4 separate regions of the Mus musculus genome follow, and regions 2, 3 and 4 are each linked to region 1. Evidence: chromatin contacts called from public HiChIP or PLAC-seq data. All regions are on one chromosome and are shown on one strand. Each heading gives the region's core, a stretch centred on a gene start, on an enhancer-like site or on the middle of the called end of the contact. The rest is flanking DNA. Distances are from core to core; before and after follow the strand shown. Region 1 overlaps Pgs1 (phosphatidylglycerophosphate synthase 1). Region 2 holds the start of Syngr2 (synaptogyrin 2). Region 3 overlaps Cyth1 (cytohesin 1). Region 4 has its middle 15 kb from the start of Gm38514.

What was found. HiChIP or PLAC-seq counts read pairs in DNA pulled down with a chosen protein or histone mark.
Region 2: a contact with region 1 is called in a FOXA1 HiChIP or PLAC-seq map of pancreatic cancer cells. The contact joins the promoter of Syngr2 here to the enhancer-like site in region 1. A contact is called at or near these places in 1 of 39 promoter capture datasets (stem cell-derived epiblast-like cells), 3 of 115 datasets of contacts at active chromatin or transcription factors (CD8 T cells, large pre-B cells and pancreatic cancer cells) and 3 of 9 other capture datasets (adipose tissue, liver and pancreatic islet).
Region 3: an HNF4G HiChIP or PLAC-seq map of pancreatic cancer cells shows a contact between it and region 1. The contact joins two enhancer-like sites. A contact is called at or near these places in 1 of 15 datasets of contacts at CTCF or cohesin (CD8 T cells), 2 of 484 Hi-C or Micro-C datasets (CD4 T cells and pro-B cells), 3 of 115 datasets of contacts at active chromatin or transcription factors (CD8 T cells, pancreatic cancer cells and pro-B cells) and 2 of 9 other capture datasets (adipose tissue and pancreatic islet).
Region 4: a contact with region 1 is called in a FOXA1 HiChIP or PLAC-seq map of pancreatic cancer cells. The contact joins two enhancer-like sites. A contact is called at or near these places in 1 of 115 datasets of contacts at active chromatin or transcription factors (pancreatic cancer cells) and 2 of 9 other capture datasets (adipose tissue and liver).

What each region holds. Positions count from the first base shown.
Region 1 is chr11:118,011,144-118,015,432 of GRCm38.p6, forward strand. Pgs1 (phosphatidylglycerophosphate synthase 1) reads left to right here. Exons shown (of 10, transcript NM_133757.2): 8 at 3,431-3,579. Among named protein-coding and RNA genes, the nearest start is that of Mir6933, 11 kb to the left of the region's middle. Within about 2 kb of position 1,643, at least 81 of the 459 cell types and tissues checked have an H3K27ac peak or open chromatin away from gene starts, as enhancers often do. A contact at or near this core is called in adipose tissue and pancreatic cancer cells, where this site is marked.
Region 2 is chr11:117,807,751-117,811,627 of GRCm38.p6, forward strand. It overlaps Syngr2 (synaptogyrin 2), which reads left to right and starts at 1,917. Exons shown (of 4, transcript NM_009304.2): 1 at 1,917-2,053. The coding sequence starts at 1,955.
Region 3 is chr11:118,213,637-118,217,726 of GRCm38.p6, forward strand. All of the region lies in intron 1 of Cyth1 (cytohesin 1), which reads right to left. Among named protein-coding and RNA genes, the nearest start is that of Cyth1, 33 kb to the right of the region's middle. Within about 2 kb of position 2,600, at least 91 of the 459 cell types and tissues checked have an H3K27ac peak or open chromatin away from gene starts, as enhancers often do. A contact at or near this core is called in adipose tissue and pancreatic cancer cells, where this site is marked.
Region 4 is chr11:118,151,227-118,155,128 of GRCm38.p6, forward strand. No RefSeq gene overlaps it. Among named protein-coding and RNA genes, the nearest start is that of Gm38514, 15 kb to the left of the region's middle. Within about 2 kb of position 1,910, at least 60 of the 459 cell types and tissues checked have an H3K27ac peak or open chromatin away from gene starts, as enhancers often do. A contact at or near this core is called in pancreatic cancer cells, where this site is marked.

The sequences.
Region 1 (4,289 bases), core at 393-2,892:
GGTCTCTCTGTGCAAAGAGCAGAGGGAGTGGGACACAGCATCCTGCCCAGTACAGATAGGACAATGCAGCCCCAGCCCTGGCCTCCTCGTGCATTGGGAGTGCAGTCTATGCCCGGGCAGAGCAAAGGGTGGCCAGGGCCTGTTTGAAAGTACTGGAGACTTCTGTTGTGTAAAGGTGCCTAGAAAAGGACTTCATTTGCTGTTTTGACACTGGGTCTCATTCTATAGCCCAGACCAGCCTTGAATTCATAAGAATCCTTCCTTCCCCAGCCTTTTGAGTACTAGGATTACATGTGTGAGCCACCACTCCCAGGAAGGTGACTTTTTTTTTTAAAGAGACCAGAGTCAGTAGACAGCAGGGGACCTTGGCCTCTGAGTACAGACCACCACCTAGTGTTGCAGCCATGGCAGTAGCTGCAGTGACTTCCCCACTCTCCCTGGTGCTCATGGCTACTGAGTTTCCCTTGGCTGCGAACCACCCTCCATCCACTCCCCAAAGTGCTTTTGCCTTCCCTAAGCCATTAATTCCTGGAATTGAGGATATGTTGGGCACAAAGGTCAGGCTTTGGGGTGAGGAATTAGAGCTTGATGATTGGTTTACAACCCCTGTGTTGGAAATGTGTTTCCTCCTCTGTCCTTAGAGCCTCCTGTGTACAGGATGGGGAGTGTGTAGGGGGAGCTGCTGGGCACAGCTGGGCCCAACCAAGGAAGGGAGATGAATCCTCAGTATACCAGCCAATGCTTCAAGCACCTGACTTGGAACCTAGATGGGGAGGCTCCTAGTGTGCTGGCCTCACAGGCCTCCCTGGGGCTCAGCACCAGTGACCATGGTCCATAACATGGGCAGTGTATCTGTCTGGGCAGTATCATGGCCTATAACATGGGCAGTGCTCCATCTGTCTCTCTTTGGGTTCTCCCAAAGGTGTGCTAGTCTGTGTGTGTACGAGCGTGTGTGGGGGTGGGGAGACAGACAGAGCTCGAACGAGCACATTGTCTTGTATAGCCTAGGCTGGCCTTGAGCTCTTGATGTAGTTGAGGGAATCTGACCTTGAACATCTGTTCCTATTAGGTCTAGCTAGCCCCAGCTGACCTGGAACTTGAATCTTTAGCTCAAAATGGTCTCAAACATGAAATACTGCTTCTTGAGTGCTGGGGTTACAGGTATAAGCCAACATGACCAGCTGCTCATTGACTTTTTTGAGTATCTTAGCACGCTTTACTTGCAGAGAACCACAGGGAGCACGCAGTGCTACTAAACTTGATTTGTAGGCATTGGTAAGGTGGCTCAGAAGCCAGAGATGCTTGCTGTGCAAGCCTGACAGCTTGAGCGCTGTCCCCAGAACCATGTGAAGGTGGGAGGGGAGGACCAGCTTTGTCCAGCCGTTCTCTGAGCTCCATGTGTGCTCTCTGGCATGTGCATCCCAGAGTCAGGATGACTCTGACACTCTGATCTTGGGCCTCCACCTCTGAGTGCTGGGCTATGTGCTGAGATCCATCCCAGGGCTCTGTGTGCATGCTAGGCCAGCATTCTGTCAACTAACTGAGCCACACCCCAGACTTCCAGGGACAAGACTGTAGGGCACTGGGCAGGGCATCCTCAGGAGGCCTCAGGCCGCAAGGGTCTCTGGGCTCTGAGTCACTGTCATTGTGTCATGCTAGCTACAGGTTTGTAGTGAATGCCAAGCTGTTTGTAGCTGCAGTGGATTTCTCTGGTACTCAGTGCTTTGGAATTTCTCTGGGCTAGAACTAGCCCCACCCTGGTCTACTCCCACAATCACCTTTTTCTCCCCAGACTTGTCTTTTTCTTGCTGGCTCCTGGAATGGTAGACACATTAGGGGCCAGGGTGAGGCTCTGGGGTGAGGGGCTGGAGCTTGACAGTAGTTACACACATGTCTCTAAAGAGGCCGTGTGGAGGTCAGCCTAGGCTTGTGAGGAGGCAGCGTTACAACCTTACCCCCAGGGTCATAGAGTCTCAGGGTTTGGTGTTAGAGGAAAATCTTGCTTTTCATATGTGGGAAGCAGCCTGACCCATGGAGGGTGTCCCCCTCCTTTCTTTGAGCAAGATCAGAAGGTGGTTGGCAAGTTGTACCAAGCAGACCCAGTCTGGGTGCAGTGGGAAGGAAGGATTCCTGTCCCGAGGATTCTTTGCCCTGGTTCCATGCTATGGGAAATCTGAGGTGGGGACAGGGAAACTTAAACACATGAAAAACTTGAGGTGTGCAAGAGTAGACATGGCCTGGATCCCTGGATAGGGAGAGCTGCCTGGAGCAGAGCTGCTGGCCAGGGGGTGGGAGGGACACCATCCTCTGGCCTCTTGTCTTATTGCTGAAGCCGGCAGGTGGCTTTGCTGAGGCCTTCAAGGGCAGGACACCAGCCACAGAAGTGAGCAGCAGCCCTGTCAGCTGTTGCCCAAGCAGTTCTTGAAACTCTGCTCTGCATGGACATTAGGAAGCAGTTTTCTGCTGTAGCAGCATGTGTGTTACATACAGGCCATGTGTCTGTGATGTCTCAGCATGTGTGTGGGCTCTCTGTGGATTTCGTTGATGGAGGATCTGTGATGGGAGGGCCACAGGGAGCTGGCCTGGTGCAGACCAGGGGAGCTGGCTGGCTTTCTTGGATAAACTTCCTCAGGCTAGTAAGGGGAAGAAGGGTAGAGGCTGCTAGGCTAGCCTGGGGAGGACAGATGCTCAGGACTAGCTCTGTGGGGCTTGGCTCTGAAGCCTTGGAGCTTGAGATCATAGAAGAGAGTGCAGAATGGGACCTGCCATAGGCATCTAGTAGTACTTAAGATCCTGCTAGAACAGCAGTGTCCCCATGTGTACTGTGACAGAGCAGCTTCTGTGGGACCCACTGGCAGCACACTTCTTTATGTGGTGCAGGTGGTAACTAGAGACACGAGCAAACTCCTAGGTGTCCTGAGGTAGAAAAGGTGGGCAGCTGTATGTAGGCAGGCCTGGTCCTACCAAATGCCTCAAACACCATGTGACAGCCACCTCTGCTGTTAGGTAGGGTAGAGCCTACTTGCCTGTTTGTTCTGGGCTCCCAGAAGGGATGGAGGCTCTGGTGAGCTCCGTCTTGAGCTGCACTTTGCCAACAGGTGCTTCAGGCAGTTGAAAGAGCTGGGGCTAGTGGTCTCTGGAGAGCAGTTAGGGGGAGGGGAAGACCCCAAGGACATCATTGACAAAGTTCATTCAGAGAAGCCAGCTCTCCCTGCTAGGGGCGTGAGCCACAGCCGAAGTAGCAGAGAGACAAATGGCCCTGCACTCAGTGGTGTGGAGCACCATGGCAGTAGCAGGCAGGAGGGAGCCTGGTTCAGTGCGCCCTGATGCTGCCCTGTGGCTGCTTCCCTCCTAGGTTGAGAGGACGGTGTGTGGCAGAGACCTGGCAGGTGTTGAGCTCACTTCCTGTCTGCACTTCCTTTTCCCGCAGGCCTCTGGCTGTACCTGGCAGGGAGCAGCCTGCCCTGCCTCACGCTGATTGGCTCTCCTAATTTTGGGTACAGGTCAGTTCACCGGGACCTGGAAGCCCAGATTGCCATCGTGACGGAGAGCCGGTCCCTGCAGCAGCAGCTTCATCAGGTTGGTTGGAGCGGTAGGGTTCTTGGGTACATGGTTGTCCTCACAGGCGGCTCGTGCCTTTGTCAGTAAAGACAGGAAGTGAGACTGTGTGTCTCTCAAGTCTAAGAGAAACCCTGCAAGGCTAGACCTTTGACTATTGATTGCACTGCCAGGGTAGGCTTGAATCTTGCCAAGGCCATTCCCTCCTTCCATGCTGGAGAGACCACCATTTCCTCACTGGGGCATGGGGCCCAGTCGTTTCTAAAAGGGAGGGTGAATCCCAGGGTTGGCTGTGGCTGTGTGGCTGTGGCCCTCCCTGTGGAGCAGGCAACAGACAGCTCAGGACTCAGACATGCTGTCCTGTGAATTCTCCTGCAGCAGAGCCCTGCGCTTTGGTCTTGGAAGGACCTAACAGCTTTGCTTTGCAGGAGCCCCTGTGTGGGTTGGAACAAGATTCCTATTGGAGTCTTGGATATAGGACTCTTGCTCCCAGGCAGACCTCCAGAGCCGTGCTTGGTGGTTTTTATTTTGGTTATTTAAGTCTATCATGTGTGTATGAGGTGAGTGTGATGTGCGTGTGCCACGACACCTGTGTGAAAGGTAGAGGTCCATTTATGCAAATGGGCTCTCTTAAGGTATTTGCGTCTCGGGCTTGTAGGCCAGGCTCCTTCTGTGCTGAGCCCTCCCGCTAGCCTGCACACTGACATCAGGCTGCGGTGTTTGGGAATGGC
Region 2 (3,877 bases), core at 667-3,166, 200 kb before region 1:
AAGAAGGGGGTGCTCATCAACTATTGGGCAACAGTAGAAGGTTTCTGTGTGTGGTGGCTCATCCCTGTGATCCCAGAACTCAGGAGGTGGAGGCAGGAGGATCAGGAGGAGTTCAAGGTCAATCCTGGTCCAGGAGTCTGGTCCCGAAGAATGGGACAATAACAACCAAAAGAGAAATGAAAAACTGAGCTGCTGGCCAGGGATGCTGGCACACACCTCTGGTTCCAGCATGTGGGAGGCAGAAGCGGGAGGATCCCTGTGAGCTAGAGGCTAGCCTGGTCTACAAAATGTGTGCCAGGACAGTCAGGCTGCATAGTGAGACTCTGTCTCAAAATAAAACGAAAATCTGAGAAGGGTCTTGTGAGATGGGTGAAGGTGTTTGCTGCCAAGTCTGGGATCCTGAGTTCAATCCCAGGGACCCACCCTGTGAAGGGAGCAAGCGCTATGTCTTACAAGGTGTCCTTTTTATGACATGTGTCATCTCGTGTGCTCTACCCACCCACCCCAGGCACAAACCAATTACATGTAATGATGTAATGGCAAAAGGTTGGTTTTGGTTTTGGTTTTTTGAGATAGAGTTTCTCTGTGTAGGAAAGAGAGAGAGAGAGAGAGAGAGAGAGAGAGAGAGAGAGAGAGAGAGAGAGAGAGAAAGAGAGAGAGAGAGAGAGAGAGAGAGAAAGGGAGGCTTTGTAGGAAAGTCCTGACAGCCAGTTCTCCTTCATCAAACACTCATGGCGTGTATGAACAGATTTTAGGAGGTAGCCCTGGGCTCACCTACCAGCGGCTTGTCACAGGCTCTGTTAGTGTGGGGAGGGTGCAAATAGACGCAGATAGACTGTTAGAAGGCCCAGTCTCTCTTGTGCCTACTCCTGTCTTCTCCCGAGTGGTGACCCTTCTGGTGGGGCAGGCTTCTGCCTCAGTTTCCTTATTGTCCAGCCCCCCTCATTACTGAGGTGAGTCTGTCTCATTATTCATTATCCATTGAAGTGACTGTGGTAAAGCCATCTTGTCATGACTCCATTCTGTGTCACTTCTCAGCCCTCTACACCCCTCAACAGCCATGGTCTCCTTGGGAACAAATTTGTGTTGTCAACAGAAGGATATCTGGAGGCCTCTTGGCGGCCAAGGTGAAGCCCTGGGTTGACACACGACCCCTTCCGATTAAGCATCAGGTTCCCTTTCTAAATGTTATTGGGGGACAGGGGGAGCTGGAGTCTATGACCTAGTGATCTCATTTGTTTTAATTTTTAAAATTACAATCCTCAGTATGTGTGTACTTGAGACTAGATCTCAGATAGCTCAGGGTTGTCTTGAACTCCTTATTCTCCTGCCCTCTTTCTCTTCCTGAGACAACAGCCACCAGGTACTTTGCAGCATGTGATCACGATGTCTAGAAATCTGCCCTTCAGAGCCCTTTGGCTTTCAGGCTTAGCTCCAGAGCAAAGAGTAGCCAGAACTGTGGGGGCCATAGTTATTAATTACTACAGTAGTCCAGAGGTTGGAACTGGGGGCCTCTGATGTGCTAGGCAAGAGCTTATGCCCCAGTCCTTTGGTCTGGAGCAGAATGGTGAAGTGACATCCAGGTATTTACGAGCCTGGATTCTGGATTGGTGGGATTTGGGTGTCTGGAGGGCTTATGGGAGAGGACCTTCACCAGGGCACTGTGTAAGTAAGAGTAAAGTGGGAGCCGCCTAGGATGTCTCTTCTTGGGGACTCTTTGATCCTTTCTGGATGAACTCAGTAGGACATATTTCCCAGGGGTGAGCTTTTCCTCCCCCTTCCGCACCCTGGCGCCTCCTGCGAGCTCCAAGTTTTGCTGCCAACTTCCACGAGTTTGGAGGGGCTACTTCCCGGCGGTTGGCCCCGCCCTGTCGGCGGCCGGACCCGCCCCCGTGGGCGGGGCGGGGCAATCCGGCTAGTTCCCGGCCATCCGCGGCTCGGTGGCGAAAGCGACATGGAGAGCGGGGCCTATGGCGCGGCCAACGCGGGCGGCTCCTTCGACCTGCGGCGCTTCCTGTCTCAGCCTCAGGTGGTGACGCGCCTCGTGAGCATGGTGAGTCCACCAGCGAGGACCCGGAGCCGGGCGTCCTGGCTACCAGGGCCCGTGGGGCCGCGGGCCGCAGAGCGCGACAGGTGGCGGCGGCTGCGCGTCCTGGGCCTTTCGGAGAGCGCGGGGCCCCGTGCCCCTCCGCGTCTCTGTCCCCTCCAGCCCGTGGGTTTTGTCGCCTGTTCCACTCCGGACCTTGTCTCCCCAACTCCGGGCCGGGCCCCGCCGCACCCTGGACCACTGGTCCAGGCCGCTCTGGTGCGGGACGTCCCCGAAGTTCTCCGGGGAGGCAGGCCTGTCGCCTTGTTGGCATTGGGAGGGACCGGAGAGGGGCACGGCACAGCAGGTGGCCGGCACGCCGCGGCTCCCAGCCTAGGGAATTCACCTGGAAGGGACTTTCTGCAGCCACGTGGGGTGCGAGGAGGGGGATTGGCCTGGCACTCTGAAGGAGAGTTTCCTTCCCTCTCAGAGGCTAGCAACAGGTCTGCTTTCCCACCAAATGCACTCCCTTCCCAGAAGCGGGGCGAGCCCCCTTGTACCAGGCGTGCGGGGGCAGCTTTCCATACCTTGGGATGAAAACACTGAAAACTGAGACTTTAGCTGCCAGATTGAGGGTGGCCCCACTGCGCCCAGGGGGTCTGGGCCTGGAGCCTTGGAGGTGCCCTGGCTCCCCGGAATCTCCCAGCCTAGCGGTGGAATCTAGTGACTCCGTCCTGGGTTGTACCCTGTCAGTCAGGATGGCAGTGCCAGGAGCCCTGACCCATACTCCGCGCCCAGTCCTGGAGTTCCGGCTTCATCCACAGCTGGGGGCGGGGCTTGTGACTGCCAGTTCCACAATCCTATTGAGAGCGTCCCCGCAGGATCGCTCTGGTCCTGCAAGTCTGGAGGCAGCCAGGTGCCCACAGACTCAGTTGCATCTGCCGCCTTGACGTGGGCTTGGCGGTGGCCTTAGGGTGTGGGGAGGAAGCGAAATGACTAGGACGATTCCAAAGGAGCTGCTTTCCAAACTTTGGCCAGTCTCTGCTGGTGACTTTCCCACCTCTGTCCTGGCTCCTGCGGGATCTGAGTCTGGCTGTGGATCTGACCACCCCAAGAACCTTGCTCTGAGGGGAACCGTTGTGGGGGTGGAGACTAGTAGTTCTCTGGAGGGGAGGGGCCGACGTGCCAAAGAAGCCGGAAGTCCTTGTAGGGAGAAGGCTGGCTGACTGGGGAGTCTCTTGCTTTAGGGGGAGTCTTGGAGGGAAATAGGGCAGCTGTTGAAGGGTGTTCTGGAAGATATTGGTTGATGCTGTAGAGTTGACTTGGGGCAGGGTGTTGGGGTGAGGGTTAGATGAAACACTGAGTTTCACCTCCGTGATTTTGTGTCCCATCCTATTTAAAACTCATTCAAATGGGAGGTGGTTATCAGCATTGAGGCAGCTGAGGCAGGATTGTCATGAATTTCAGGCCAGCCTGAACTTGAGTGAGATCCTGTCTTTTTTATTTCTCTTTACTTATTTTTATTTTGTATGTATGTTTGCCTGCATGTATGAAGGTACACCAACCACGTGCATGCCTGGTATTCAGAAGGTGGTTGGTTATCTTGTCCTCTGGAATTGGAGTCACAGGTGGTGATGAGCTAACATGAGGGTCTCCAGGTCCTCTGCAAGAGCAGTCAGTGCTCTTAACTGATGAGCCATCTCTCCAGCCTGAGATTCTATCTTAAAACAGCCAATAAGGACAGGTGTGGTGGTACAGGCCTTGAATCCCAGCATTCTATTCTGGAGGCAGAGGCAGGTTCTCTGAATTCCAGGACAGCTAGCTAATGGCATCCTGTCTCAGAGAAAGAAA
Region 3 (4,090 bases), core at 1,350-3,849, 200 kb after region 1:
TATGAGGAAGTTCCAGAACAGCCAGGGCCACACAGAGAAATCTTGCCTTGAAAAACCTAAGTAAGTAATAATAAACCAGGCCATCCAGATAGTTTCCCAGGTAAAGTGCTTGATATACAAGGCTGCCTTGGTCTTTAAGGAGCCGCCACAGTATCTGCAGTAATGCCACACTACGTACCTGTGTCCTCAGGGCTTTCTTCTGGCATCATCCCCTATGATCAACATCCCCAATGATCGAATGGTACCGAGCATTTTAAATACTTTGGTCATTTTTGTTGCCAGGCTTTGTGGTTTTTTTGTTTTTTTGGTTGCTTGAGACAGAGCCTTGCCTTATAGGCCAGACTAGCCTTGAACTCACGATGCCCTTACCTAAGCTTTGTGAAGTGCTAGAATTACATACAGGCCTAACGCATGCCCAGTGCATCTGTGGCTATTTGTATTGCTTCTTTCAAGCTCTATTTCAATCTCCTGCTCTCTGTTCTTCCGTTGTCTCTACATCTGTTTTAGATAGCCTCATGTAGTCTAAGCTGGTCTCAAACTCCCTGCATAGCTGGAGATGACCTCACTTCTCATCTTCCTGCGTCACCTCCCAAGTTCTAAGATGCAGAAATTAATTAGGTTTCTTCTATGTGGCTCCTTGTACATTGGATATTATATTCTACACAGCTTACATATTTTTCTCAAAAGTTTTTTAGTTTGATAAATTGCACAGGTCTGTTTTTGCCTTTGTTTGGGGCTCCTAGCCACAGTATCGTTATCTATAACATCTTACAGTGCTGCCCTACGTTTTCTATTAGTTTTGTATTTTTTATTCTTATTCAGGTCTTTGGTCATCTGGAGTTGACTGTTTATGATGGAGAGAAGGGTCGGGTTTCATTCTTTCATATGTGAGCACCTAGTTTCTCTGGCACCAACACTGGTATTTTTGTTCAGTCAGTTGGTTGCAGCTATGTGACTTCTGGGTTCCTACTTGTGCTTCGGTTCCTGTGTGACAACATCCACTGTGTGGGCTGCTGCTGCTGCCCTGTAGTGTGTGCTGACACCAGGTGTGGATGCCCACACCCTCCAGCAGTGCTCATCCGCTCAGGATTACAATGGTCATTGTGGACTTTGTGGGAATTTGTGTTCCTGTGTGTAAAGGGCACTGTTGTTTGATCTACATTTATTCCTAATCCTGCATTGTCACAAGCAACACTAATATAAAACTAGAGTAAATTGCTCCCAAGGAAGACAAGCTCAAAGTGGTCTATTGCCTGAGTTTACCAACTGGTCATCTGCCACCCTGAACACTGTGCCAGGTTGCTCAGCCTTGCTCAAGGATTCTGGAGGACATCAGCCCCGGCTATTCTTTCTGATGGTGGCCACAGTGAAGCTGCACACTGCACTGGGTAGTGTCCCCTTCCTGGTTTCTGATGCAGCACATCAAGATGTTCTTTTCTGCATATTTTTGATGCTGCTTATGAGACACATTCACAGATGAAAGTAGAGAACAGTAGCAGGCAATCTGATCCTGCCCAGTGACAACCACTGAGGGTGGTATGGGTTTGGTCTGGCTTCTTCTGCATGCAATGTACGTTATATTATATGTGTCTTTCATGCCACACACATATATGTATACACACTACAACGTTAGTAACTTTTTGCATTCCGTTTATAAACACTTCATTTTTACTTTGTGTGTATTTGCAAGTGTGTGTATTTACAGGTGTATTCACAGGTATATGCATCAAGTATTTCCTCAGTTGCCCCCCCCCCTTTCTCTCCTCTATCTATCTTGGAGACAGGATCTCTCTACATAGTTCTGGCTGTCTTGGAACTAACTCTGTAGACTAGGCTGGCCTCGAACTCACAGAAATCTGCCTGCCTCTGCCTCCCAAGTGCTGGCACTAAGGGTGTGTGCTACCATGCCCAGTTCTTCACCTGATTTTTGGGAGTGGGTTTCTCAGTTGGAGATCATTCAGCTAGACTTGCTGGCCAGAAAGCCCCTGGAACCCTCCTGTCTCCACCTCCTCCAGCAATGGAATTACACATCCGACTTTTACAGGGGAGTGGGGATGGGACTCAGAGTGTCATGTTTATATGACACTTTACCAGTTGATCCATCCCCTAGCCTGATTTTCTCCGGCACTATAAAGGGTGTCATGTGTTTTCACTGCTCACAGCCTGTAACTTTGAAGCAGGGTCCAGTCTCAGGGCCCTGTGCACATGCTCAGCACTCAGCTCTAGTTCTCCCCAACTCTCTTACAAGAAGACTTGCTTGATCCAGAAAAGCTTCCCTGTGTTCCTGGAGTGGACTGTGAGGCTCCTTAGCAAGCTGTCGGTAACAATACAAGTAATACCATGACATCACTGGGTGGTGTCCTAGTTTCATTTCTGTTAATGTGACAAATGCCCTGGTTAAATACAACTCTGGGGAGAACGGGTTTGTTTGGCTTAAAATTCCAGGACACAGTCCTTCAATGCAGGGCAACCAAGGCAGGAGCTTTAAGCAGTGAGTCACAGTCAAAAACTGAGAGAAATGAGTATACCCATGCCGTCTGCTTACTTAGTTTGTCTTAGTTAGCTTTAGGGCCCAGCCCATGAAATGGTGAGCTCACAGTGGTCTATGAACTCTTACATCAATCAACAGCCAACCAAGGAATCCCCACAGACATGCCCAGAGGCCAGTATGATCTAGCAAGTTCTCAATTCACTCCCTTCCCAGATGACTGTACTTGTGTCGGGTTGACAGTTAAATCTAGGCAGTACTGGTGGCTTTCACTAAGTCTGCTCTCTGTGCCTCGCTGCTGTGGCCTGCCTTGTCTTGTCCTGAAACCCTCTGTGGGGAGAGTGTCTTCCTCAACTTTTGCCCTTGAAGAATCCTGTATCAATGCACTCAGCTGCATTCAAAACCCGTCTAGTGATCCAAACCCCATCTCTACCTCTGGCATTAGATCTGATTCCCAGATGATCTTGACTCGGGAAGGACAGGTCACTCCTGTTTCTTATCTCCTGGCAGTGGGACAGTACGTGTCTGGATTCCTAGAGTTTGATGTGTCCAGCCCGGTCCACAATGAACTGCACTGACGGGTGGGGACATTCCCAGGACTGATCTCTGCACTGGCCTCACTGCCATCAAGGCTGCCTTTCCAGAAGCACGAGAGCACTTCTGTTCATGAGCTACTGTCCACACCTTGGGGGTTGTTTTCCTACTGACTGCCATCCTTCCTACTGGTTTGTAGAACTGAACAGACTATTTAAAACATGTAATGCAATCTGCAACTTATTTTTAACTCCAATTCTACCTTCGGTTTTACACATCTTTTTAAAAAACAATCAAACCTATAATCTTTCCTTTCTACCATTTCCCCCAATAATGGTCCCTGAGCACAGTGGATGTGGACTGCAGAGACATCAAGGACTAAAAGGACATAGTGTTTCCCCTGTGTGGGCTGAGGCAGACTCTGGGCCACTCTTGGACATGTGCTCTGGGGGTCTGAAGAGTATGGGACTCAGTGGGGAGCTAGAAGGACTATAAGGAGGGGGTTAGAGGGCAGAGGCCTTTGGAGGGCTGTTGGAGGCCTTGGGCTGTTTCAAGGACAGCAGTTTCTGTTCTGGGTGAGATGAATGTCCACGTTCTAGGCAGATCAGAGACACCTGTCTTCCTTTGTGACATACCACCCTGGGTGCGGGTAACCAGGGCAGATGCCATATGACCTGAGAAGCTGCTATGAGAGATGGGCAGCTAAGCAATAAAAGGCTCAAATACCTACTCTATTTATGTCTAAGGTAGTGCCAGGGCCTACTGATGCACTTCAAATGAGGCATGAAGAGTCAAGGCCTGAGAAGGTTAAAAATATGAACTCCATCTTCTGAGCACAGGCCACAGGTTGGCCCCACAGCTTCTGCTCCCCAGTCCTTTCCCTCGACCCCCATGAACCCTTACACCCCCACTTCTCAGGATCTCACAGCTTTATCCCTTGGGTACCTTTGATTCATATCCTCTGCAAATCAGGACTTCACAGCCCTGTCCTCCAGTCCCCGACTACAGCTCCTCAAAGCCCTGTCCATCAGTCCCTGGCTTTGGGCCTTCACAAATCTCACCTCCATA
Region 4 (3,902 bases), core at 660-3,159, 140 kb after region 1:
AAGAGTCAATGAACCCCCATGTCTCTGATGGCGCCCAACACTGGGAGACCAGTAAAGGAGGAGATGTCAAACTTCCCAGTGTGCCACAACCTGATGCCACCAGAGCGACCACTACCACCTCCCCACTACATCCCTTTCCATAGCCCTAACAGCCAGCCTGAGGGCGTGGCTGCTTAGGAGGGGACAGACAACCACCAGAACAGCTGTGCTCCTGACCAGCCAGTGCCTAGTACTGAACAGGGGCTGATGTTTATCTGAGAGCAACAAAGTTAAATCAGTTGGTTATAAGTGGGGGAAAATGCCTGACAGACTTGTTTACAGGTGAAGTTAAATTTGGTTTTCTTGTTGCTAAGCAGGAGAGAGAGGCACTGTCAAAGGAGCTGAGGAGGTGTAAAAATAGAACTTGGCGTTTGCACACGGCTGACTGGGAAAGGTGGATTCATACACCCCCAAGTCAGAGAGATGCAGCACACATGTTAAACCTGTGCTACAGCAGAACCTTAACCAACTGCACCCCAGGGACGCCAGGGCTGCAGCTAAAGAGGCAGCAACCATGGACCACCCCTCCTGATCCCAAGGACAAGGACAACACAAGTCACATCAGAAACAAACAGAATCCAGCCATTTGAAAGATCAATGGGACTGAAGAAATGGCTCAGAAGTTAATAGCACACACCATCTCTTTCAGAGGACCCACGTTTGGTTTCTAGAACTCCAGTTAGGCAACTCATAACTGCCTGTAACTACAGTTCTGGGAAATCTGGTGCCCTCTACTGACCTCTGTGGGCACTGCACTCACGTGGTGTACATTCTCTCTCTCTCTCTCTCTCTCTCTCTCTCTCTCTCTCTCTCTCTCTCTCACACACACACACACACACACACACACACACACACACACACACACACTTAAAAATAAATAACACTTAAAAGAAAATACAAGATTAGCAAGCTGGGCATAGTGGTATGTGTCTGTAAACCCAGGACTCAGGTGCTAGAAGCAGGTTGGATCTTGACTTTTAGGCCAGCCTGGGGTAAGACCTGGTCTCAAAAAAAGACAAGAAAACAAACAAAAATCAACAAAACAAACAACTGGCTAAAAATATTAGTCAAGATAAAAATTTAAAAATACTAATTAGGATCAAGAATATAAATTTGTGCAGGTCGGTGGTGGCGCACGCCTTTAATCCTAGCACTTGGGAGGCAGAGGCAGGCGGATTTCTGAGTTCGAGGCCAGCCTGGTCTACAAAGTGAGTTCTAGGATGGCCAGGGCTACACAGAGAAACCCTGTCTCAAAAAAACAAAAAACAAAAACAAAAAAAACAAAAACAAAAAAACAACAACAGCAACCCCCCCAAAACAAACAAACAAACAAACAAACAAACAAACAAACAAAAAACAACAAAAACCGACCAAACAAACAAGAATATAAACTTGATTATAACTATGCAGAATATATAGTATAGATCTGCATAGACTTTTCTCAGAAATAACTGCTTATTCTATAGGATCTCCAAATGGGATTTCCCACCCATGTGCTCATCCAGAGATGCAGAACTCCATCTCCTCTTGGCCCTCACATCTATTACAAGCTCTTCCTGGATTCTTGTCCACCCTGACATTGAGCACTGTCAGACCACAGGACACAGATAACCATGGGGACACAGGCAAAGACAATGAGCCTCAGGAAGGCAGGGAATGGGAAGCAACCAGCCATCCTAGGAGAAATGAGACATCACAAAGGGTACCCCTTTGTGTTTAACTGTGTTTAACTTAGTTTAACTGTGTCCCTGCCTCTCCACACGCACAGACTGAAGTGCTAGCAGGCGACCACATCTCCATATCTATCTATGGCTAGCATCAATACTGTGGTGGTTAAGATGAGGTCATGTTGGAGTTGGTGGGCCCAGATCCAACATGACTGGCGTCTTTACGCAAAGGGAAATGAGGTCATACACAGAACAGCACATGAATATGCAGGGCTTAGGCAACAGAAGCAACAGCCACATCAGCAGTCAGGAGCCCCAGAGGAGACACCCAGCAGAGGCCTTACTCTGACTTAGGGCCTCCAGAATTCCAGGTCACCCTACAGGTTCTGACAAACCTCCTGGGCACAAGCAATGTCCATGTCTTTAGGATAGCACACAGGATCTAAGCAGGGCACACTTGTAGGCCAAGTGGTAAATTTAGTGCATGACAAAGCCTGCGTAAGAGCAGGATGGGAAGTAAGGGCCTGGGGGCCCTGAGGAGACTCAAGACCCTAGACTCCTCACAGCTAGGGGCAGAACTCATCTGCTTCAAAACTGATGCTGTGCCCCACTGAGTTCCTTTTGGAGTTCAAGGACAGTTCAGTGGCCAATGGTCATTTCAACAGCCTGGCTGCAGAGTGCAATGAATTCTATTCATTTGTATTTTTATGCTTGGTATTTATTTATTTTTGCTTGACTACATTTTAGGATGAATTCCACACAGTACATGACATGACCAGATTTGACTCATAGACCAGTAGGAACTGGCTGGCAATACCCTTAGCTCATGCTTTGCCCCCACAAAGCTCTCAGCCATGGAAAATTAAACTGATTATGTACAGGCCCAAGGCACACATCTGAGGGTGAGATGGGCGGAGTTAGGTCAAATGTGTGTTGGACTGCAGTCTGTTGAGAACACCATGAATGGTCCTCTGCTCCAGGTCACACTGGGTCCATTTAATGCTATCTAAAGGGGAGAGACAGACAGGCACACGTAGAGCCTCAAGGACAATCACTAGAGGCTTTACCACAGCTGCTACAGACAGGTGCTGGGTGAGAGCAAGCGGGTGTTTAGGACCCCTCCATCCACCGGCATGCAGGGCAGGGAAGGGCTGTGAGGGTGAACAGGAAGCTGTCCACTTTCCTGCCACATGAAGTTCTCCTTAGCTCTTTCACACCCATGAACTTTAAAAGATGCTCTGTGTGGGGTGGTGGTGTAGGTGCCAATGCACCATGGGACTTGTGTGACAGTCAGAGGGCAGCAGCCTTCCATCTCCTTGGAGACAACATGTTTTCTTACTCGCTATGCTGTGCTTCAGGCTAGCTGGCTCACGAGCTTCCATTCTTCCTCCTTCCAGGTGGAGGTGTTCGGCCTCCACCCCTTGCAGATGTGCAATATTGTATCTGGCTTTATGTGGGGTCCAGGGAACTGAACTCAGGTCCTCATGCCTGAGATGCAAGCACTTTACCCACAGAGCCATCTCCCCAGTCCCAGCTCTGTGTACTTCAGCCAGCTTGATTCTGGAACCGTGATAAAGGACTACGCTCAATGCAAAGAAGTGCAACCAGCTGAACATACAGCAAGGTATCAATAGAAAGAAAAAGTCAGCTTTTCCCAATTTCTTGTATCTCTTTTCTCTTCTTCAAGATGCACTAGAGCGGCACTTCATACTGACCTGGGATTCTGTCTGTCTCTGTGATGTAACTGGAGTGGGAGCCCATCTGTGAAGTTTCTGTTTTTTGACCCAGCAGACCTGGCTTCCTTTCTTTGGCATCCCAGGACCTGTGGCTGCTGCCTGAGAACCCATCCAGCTGTGGTTGGTCCCCCTTCTGAGCTGTTCAGTCTTTCTTGACTTGGGTCCCGGTATCTCTCAATCTACTGTCATGACTTTCTATGCAGGCTAGGAAGAGAAACCATGGGTTTCTATGTATGTAAGAGTGTGCTTGTCTCAGCCTACCACTCAGGTTGTTATGGTCTAAGTTGGTATCTCTATAAAATTTGTTGGATCGTAATCCTTCGGGTGATAGTGTAAAGAGCTGGGCTCTTTTTGAGGTGAGCAGGTTGGTAAGGGGGACTCTTTCAAATGAGATGAAGGTGTAGAGGACTCGATGACTTTACAACACAGAAGGGCATAGCAGCAAAGTGGCATCTAAAAC